Linked DNA regions of Lactuca sativa: region 2 is linked to region 1. Evidence: chromatin contacts called from public Hi-C data. All regions are on one chromosome and are shown on one strand. Each heading gives the region's core, a stretch centred on a gene start, on an enhancer-like site or on the middle of the called end of the contact. The rest is flanking DNA. Distances are from core to core; before and after follow the strand shown. Region 1 holds the start of LOC111893328 (chaperone protein dnaJ 49). Region 2 holds the start of LOC111893354 (protein NRT1/ PTR FAMILY 6.2).

The links. Hi-C and Micro-C count contacts between places; a contact is called where the count stands out from the background.
Region 2: a Hi-C map of leaf shows a contact between it and region 1, with 4 times the contacts expected there. The contact joins the promoter of LOC111893354 here to the promoter of LOC111893328 in region 1. A contact is called at or near these places in 2 of 4 Hi-C or Micro-C datasets (both in leaf).

The regions. Positions count from the first base shown.
Region 1 is chr7:62,289,158-62,292,993 of Lsat_Salinas_v11, reverse strand. LOC111893328 (chaperone protein dnaJ 49) reads right to left here and starts at 1,988. Exons shown (of 2, transcript XM_052765950.1): 1 at 560-1,988; 2 at 113-322. The coding sequence starts at 1,623. The coding sequence ends at 562.
Region 2 is chr7:62,491,041-62,494,876 of Lsat_Salinas_v11, reverse strand. LOC111893354 (protein NRT1/ PTR FAMILY 6.2) reads right to left here and starts at 1,972. Exons shown (of 5, transcript XM_023889421.3): 1 at 1,761-1,972; 2 at 1,513-1,615. The coding sequence starts at 1,763.

The DNA.
Region 1 (3,836 bases), core at 739-3,238:
TCTTTTCATTGAAGAAAGTCCGACACGTGCATCACTCTTAACTCAATTGTGATGAAAGTAACACAACTCAATCGGACATAAGGTCACTCCAACTTTCAAACAAGCGCACAAATAAGAAAAATATGGCAATTTATAAAACAAATACTCCAAAGTCAGCTCAAAATAATCGAGTAACAAATTAATTTCAGACTTCAAAAAAAATATATAAAAGTTTCAGCTAAATAATCTATCTGTGTCTGATGCTGCTTTTACAACTTTGCTGCAAAAAATGCAAATCGACTTGCATATTCTCAGAGCTTCAAGATTTTTTTTGAATTACAATCTGCAAAAGAAGAAAAAAAAAACCAAAATCTAAAAATGTGTTTCCATATAAAGCACCAAGCTTTCCAATCTTTAAAGCTATTACAAAAAATACACAAATCATCATCTTTTATGAATGTTATAAGTACACTTGTTGATAGTAAATACCAATGCAACATTATTTTCAAAAACCATATAATAATAATTACCATATAAGTATTTTTTTTAGAAAAAAAAAAAAAAAAAAAAGCAACCGGACCTTCAATGTGAATCCACCAAAGTAGGATCAAACTGCCTCAACATGTCGCAATTAGGCGTTTCACGTTGATAACCCCAATGAAGCCTTTGTGCCTCCAATCTACAATTATAAGAAAGAATCGACACGTACTCATGATCAATCCTTCCTTCAAGCTGAATCCTTTCATGGCTATTTGATGGATACTTTTGCTCAAAGTTGCGTGATTTCACAAAGTAATTAACCCCTTTTTGTGTAGTCAAACGATAATCATAAGTATATGTTCTTTGAAGAGAATAAACAGGTTCATTAGAAGGCAAGAAGCTGAAAATCAGAATGATGATAACTGGCAAAAATTGAAGTAAAGCCCGTATGTTAAACCCATCCGACCCGTTTACACCTGTTCTGGTACCCATTCCGGGTCCAAAATTGAACCCTGTGAATTGGGTTGTGGTTCTTGGGTTCATACCATAGAAAAAGTTTCTGAAAATCTCGTCTGCGTCAACTTCTTGATTGTAGAAGAAGCCATTGTTGAATCCTTGATGGGTCCTACGCCTGGTTGTTTGCGTTTCATAAGTGGGTTCATCTGACCCGACTAGATCATACTGTTTTCGATTTTCATCAACGCTTAAACACTGGAAAGCTTTGGAGACTTTCTTGAAGGCTTCTTCGGATCCTGGTGCTTTGTTCTTGTCAGGATGAACTTTCAAAGAGAGTTTCCTGTAAGCTTTTCTAACATCTTCAACACTAGAAGTTTTCTCGATCCCTAGTATATCGTAATAATCCTTTTTCCTTCTGATCTCCCTCACGATTGTGATCTGTTCTTCTGTACATGAACCGGATGAAGATCCAGTTCCCGGAACCCTACGCCGAACGTTAGAGCTATCACCATCACCGGCACCGGTCTGGGGTGACTTTGGTGATTCATTCGTGCTTTCTAGAGTTGATAACAGATCGTCAACGGGAAGAGAAGGATCTAATCGTTGAGCTTTCTTGATGAATTTTAAAGCGCGAGTTCGATCGCCTAACCCTAACGCGTCTTTCCCAATTTTTAAGCACTTCAACGCTTCGTCTTTGTTTCCATCCATCTTAGAAAGATCGAAGCTTCTAACAAATTCTAAAGGGCACAGTAGATGATCGAAATCGAAGAGTAAATCGATAAGTAGTGAGATTACCTGGAATGAATCAACGAAACTCCGAAATTGCAACCCGCCATCAACTGATGGATAGAAATTGAGGTAATCGGTTAGATTTATGGTTAGATCAAGTGGGGTTTCGGATATATTAGTGAATTTATCGTCGGATTTGAGAAGAAATGTCGATAAAATTAGATGAGGGAATAGGAATTGAGAGAGATATTCCTAATTCGATTAGGAACCCCGAGGGAGAAAAAGGGTTAGGTATGGTAGAATTGTAGTCGTGGAAGTAGAATGCCTTTCTCAACAATTCAAGTTTCACGTGACATGTATCGTTTAACATATATTGTTACATTTAGGAAATATTTACAAAAAAAATCCTTAAATTTGTCTCACACACACACCAAAAAAGAAAAAAGAAAAAAAAAACGTTTTATACTAACATCATATTTATGCACATAGATATTTCTCAATGCTTTTTTTTCCCATAAATATCATTTAGCAGATTTTTCACCCTCTAGTAGGTTACTACAGTATAATATATAGTTGTCATTTTGACAGCCGACATGTCAAACCACAATGGATCACCACCCCCCCCCCCTCGGTCGTCATGCCTCAAGTTCCTCAACAGGGCATCAATGAACAAACAGGACTTGCAGCTTCCTCCGATGCTTTGTCCTCCGAGTTGAAGTCAAAATCATGCTCAAAGTCCTTCTATCTTCGGTTGCACCATCGTGCTCAGTTGCCTAGCCCATCTCTCAACTAGGGGTGAGTAAAAACCGCATCACAACTAAAATTAACCGTAAAAACCGCATAAACCACAACCACAATAAAAAACAATGGTGAGGTTTTCTGTTTTTCAAAAACCGCAATTTTGCGGTACGGTGCGGTTATTAGTTTTCAAAGATCGCAAATAAACCGCACCGCACCACATATATTGTATATAATTTTTTTATTAATTATTAATATATTAAATATTAAAAATAAGACAAGTTTCATGGAAGAATGACGGATAAAATACTAGAAGACAAAAGTTTTGGTCTTTTGTTATGTTTAACTTTGAAAAATGGTAAAATTAGACAATTTTAGGATATTTATTGTTAATTACTATTGATTTGACGTTTTTAAGATATTAGTTCTTTGTGATTTAAGTTAATTGTCTTATGTTTTATGGTTTTTTATTATTACAAGTAATATGTTTGAACTATTAAAACCGTTTAAGCTCTAAATTGTGGTTAAAAACCACGCAAAATAATCGCACAAAATTCATGCGGTTAATAACCGCAACACAAAAAAACAAAACCGCACCCCAAAAATAACCGTCTAACCACACCGCTAAAATAACCGCACAAAGCGGTTTTGAAAATGGATTAACCGCATTTGCGGTTAGTGGTGAGGTTTTGACTAATAACCGCACTGCGTTCACCAATGTTTTAAAAACCGGTTTTTTAGTTGAACCGGTATGACGACCGGTTCCCGGTTCAACCGGTTTAACTGGTTAGACCGTCGGGTCAACCGGTTTCTATAATTTTCATCTTTTTTTCTTATTTTTCTAAACATACATACATAAGTCACGAATTTGACGTCTACAAGTTCACACATTAAAAATACACATAAAAATAAGTTGTAGATCAATATAAATACATTAAAACAACACATAACTATAAGCTTTATATCAATTCATATACGTCAAAAATAAAATAAAGTATAATATCGAAACAAAATATAGTTTTAAATGAATACAAATGCATCAAAAAATATCAAAACATTTACCATATGTTTTTATTTAGAGAAATCTAAATAGATGTGAAAAAGTCCACATTTATTATTGAAAATGTTTTTTTTCATGTATTTTTATTTAGTTTAACCGGTTCAACCGGTTTATTTTGACCGGTTCAACCGGTTTTTTTTAAAAATCGCCGGTTCAATCCGGTTCAAAAATTGGTGTAAAAACGGTGATAGTTGAACCGTTCTCTTTCCCGGTTCCCGGTCCAACCGGTTTGACCGGCCGGTTCAAACTGGTTTTTAAAACACTGGCGCTCACCCCTACTCTCAACCTTCTCCATCCAATAAGCTTCCTCCTTGGACACCAAGATCGGTACCTTCAAAGTCCCACCGACGCCTCTTTGGATTTTCCCGGTGGTGTTTATAATTTTAATTGCATC
Region 2 (3,836 bases), core at 723-3,222, 200 kb before region 1:
GAAAAAGCAAATACAACGAAATTTACAACTTACTTTTCCTATCAAATGACATCAATATATATATATATATATATATATATATATATATATATATATATATATATATATATATATATATATATATATATATATATATATATATATATATATATATATATATATTTTCTATAACTGTTTAATACAATTAAATTGACTTTAGTTGCGTACCCACTGTTATACTCTTAAGGCTATATAATTTTGTTTCAAAAAAGAGTTGGACCTTTAACCTTTAGCGGAGACATATTTCCGTCTAATCCTAATATCCACTGCTCTACTCTTAAGTTTATTTATATCTCTATGTGGTTTTAATTTAAAGGTTTATTTATACACTTTATGTTTAATCACTCTACATTGTCATTTCTTATGTTATATCATCACCGATAATATATAAATAACATATTATATTTAAAAGTAAAGATATAAAAGTTAGATATATTGAAAAGTAAAGATATAAAAGTTAGATATATATAATGAGGTATAGTTAAAATCACCTTAAAAAATTACGATGAAAAGACGAATTTGACATCGTTATATTCAATTATATCCTTTTCAAATTAAGGAATGATTGCCTTTCTCCCTACTCTCACCATGTTGAATGTACCTTTTGATTAATGGGGCCAAACATATCTTAATAATTATAAGGGTACAATGATTGATTACTAGCATATACCATATTCTAAAAATAAATGTGTACTCTTTAAATATAATTATCGAAAAATATATTTTTTATTTACACTTACACGGTTGCTTTGACTTGCAATATTGAAATACTTCTTTAAGAAAAAGCTATGTGTATGCTTATGATGAAAACTTTTGGCTTCCTTTTTTTACTTTCCAAGAATTTGGGTGAATTAAATCTTAACTATAAATCAAAAACACCATATCAAAATTCATGGCTTTGTAATATTGATGAATTCACAGTGGGTTTTGCATAGAAAATTGAATTATATGTTAAGTAATCTGTAATCAAATGAAAACATTTTGGTATATTATCTTGCATGCAATCTGCATGAATCATGCACAATGACTTGCATAACAATCTTTCAACCACCTTCCATCAAGTTTTTGCCACCTCCCATATGGCTTTTCAATTTACGAATTGAAAAAGAAAGATTATTCCCAAGGTGTGACATTGGATCATATAGCTAGATCTATCCAATTTTTTTTTTTCTTTTTTTATATTTTTTTATGGAATATATCATCAATATATATAGATGCCAATTACAAAATTACACTCAAAAACCTAGTGGGTGGTCCAGTTTTTGATCAAGTTTGTCCGATTCAGCCAGCTAGATAGGCTATATAACTATGTTGTTTGTGCTCATTGATCTTAATAATTTACTTGAACCCGAACCTCGGACCCAAATATTTATCATCATGAGACCACTATATATGAAATATTAATGAACGTATATACGATAAAATACGTTTGGATACGAAAATAATGAAGCCAATAATTATGTTTGAACTGACCAAGAATTAGGGCAGCAGGTACCCAACCGCCGGTTTTGGACCTATCAGCTGGGAACCCCTTGTAGTCTACTGCATCAGCAACGGTCCAACCCTGCTTTCCATCCTGAAAAGACACAAATTAAATACACTTTGATGATCTACATGTTCAACGAAACATCAAAACAGAATTTAGGGTTTCAAATGATCAAGCACAAGATATGGTTTAAGAAAATCAAGCCTTGAGGTTGACATAAGTTGATAAAACTTACCATTGTTTTTTTTTTTCAAGTCACCTTATGGAAAGATCCTTGAAAAGATTAGCAAAGTTCAAGAGCTTTCTCTCTCTAGATCTGTGTGTGTGTGTGTGTAGCTTCACTTCACGCTTATAAGATTTTATGGAGGAGCTTGCTTTATATAGGCAAAGGAACATGTACAACTCTAAAGGTTACCCTCCACTATACCAATATAAGAAGATCATTAATCAACATGATAAAGATTAGCCCTACCGCATTTTTGTTAAGATTTTAGCACTGTTCTGTTTATATATAATTGGCATTATATATGTATTTCAATATATATAAATCTTTTGGAAAATTATGTAAAGTTGATGTTGATTTGTAGTTGAATCTAGAACATGTATATAACAAACTCACCATCTATCTTTGCTTGCCATAAGCAACTCTGTTGCTCTTTTAATATATTGTATGGCACAGATTGATTCTGCAGGGTTTAATTTGTGAACCATAATCGAAACAAGTTATGGTACATACCCATGTCTTTCTTTCTTTCTTTTGAGTACTACTACATGTTCTTAGTGCTTTTTCTACCCCACAAAAAGCTAAAACACCAATCTTTTTCCTTTGTTTTTATGTTCTTTCGGCTTTCAATTCGCTCTATTTCGTTTTCCCAGGCATGGGCTAACCGATAGAGAAAGGGTAATGTGAGAAAAGTATTTATGCACTACAAGTTCAAAACTTGTAGCATATTTAGTTGGCGGCCTTATATATATGGTTATTGAACTGTGTAGTCAATTTTTAAGTTTTTGTCATATAAATTTTGATATCATGTTGTACAAGTAATAATACATGGTCCAAGATATCTCTTCATTTGGTGGTAGCAGGCCAGACCAACACGTTTCAAGGGTAGGCATAATATTATATCTTAAAATGGAAGGTATTTTTTGTATGATGTGAAAGGCATATATAAAACTTTTCATAAAAGGAAAAGTTTCTAAGGCTCTATTTAATAACCATGGTCAATGATGGGAAATCTTATAGCATACACACCCTCCATGTTGGTCTAACTACTGTATGGCCTACAAGTTAGGATTTTAGTAGGATTATATATTCGGCTGTAGATGATTCAATTAGCATATGTGCTTCATGCATATTCATGTATATATAGTTGCAAGGTGTCATAAAAGTGGTTCGGATAAACCCCAGACCTGTTAGTTATTAGTCAATGTTCTTTATGAGTTACTTCTAGTCAATGTTCTTTATGAGTAACAACGAATCACAAGAGGATAAAAGAGATCGTATTCGACAGACAAAACTGTTAATAAAGATATAAGAACGTATTTGTGAAGAAATAATCAGTTTGAAAATAAGATCGCTTCTATTTTCCATTGGAATTAGTTACCTAATTCCTACATGCATTTTAGGACGCTTAGTGTCATTTGGCAAAGCTCGGCCTCCTCGCCTAGAACCTCGAAAACTAGGGACGCCGCAGTGGGCAGTACAATCGACTCATTTTTTAATGTTACGAAAATTCAAGTAGTGTTGAAACTTGTGCTTCCGAATCGATTTCATGAACATGTTTTCCAAGATATCATGCCTCAAGATATTCACCACTTCAATGACTTCCCATATATAAAGAAATAATATAAGAGATCTATGTATTTTCGTCAATTATGAAAGACTTGGTCCATGGCTAAACAAATGGCACTCATGCTGTCATAATATATAAATACAGGATCTTGCCAAACATCAAGTAGATCACTCACCAAACCAATTAACTAGATAACTTTCTTTTCTGTTTCCATCAAGGACATATGCTTGACCTTGATAGCGGGTAAAGCAACAAAAAGTTGAAGAGTAGCCTTGCAACTAACAAAATAAACTCTTGAGCACACATGCATGACTAGCCAATGACTTCCCTTGTCTATATCTGCAACATAGTTTGAATCCTAAAATGCTACAACCACATACTCCATACACATTTACAAATAATTTCTAAGTTTGAAATGCCTTTCAAGTATAAGAATATACACCTGACTACTATCCACTGTTCTTTGCCCGAAAATGGCACATACTGCAAGACCTCACTCACATAATTATTTAATATGT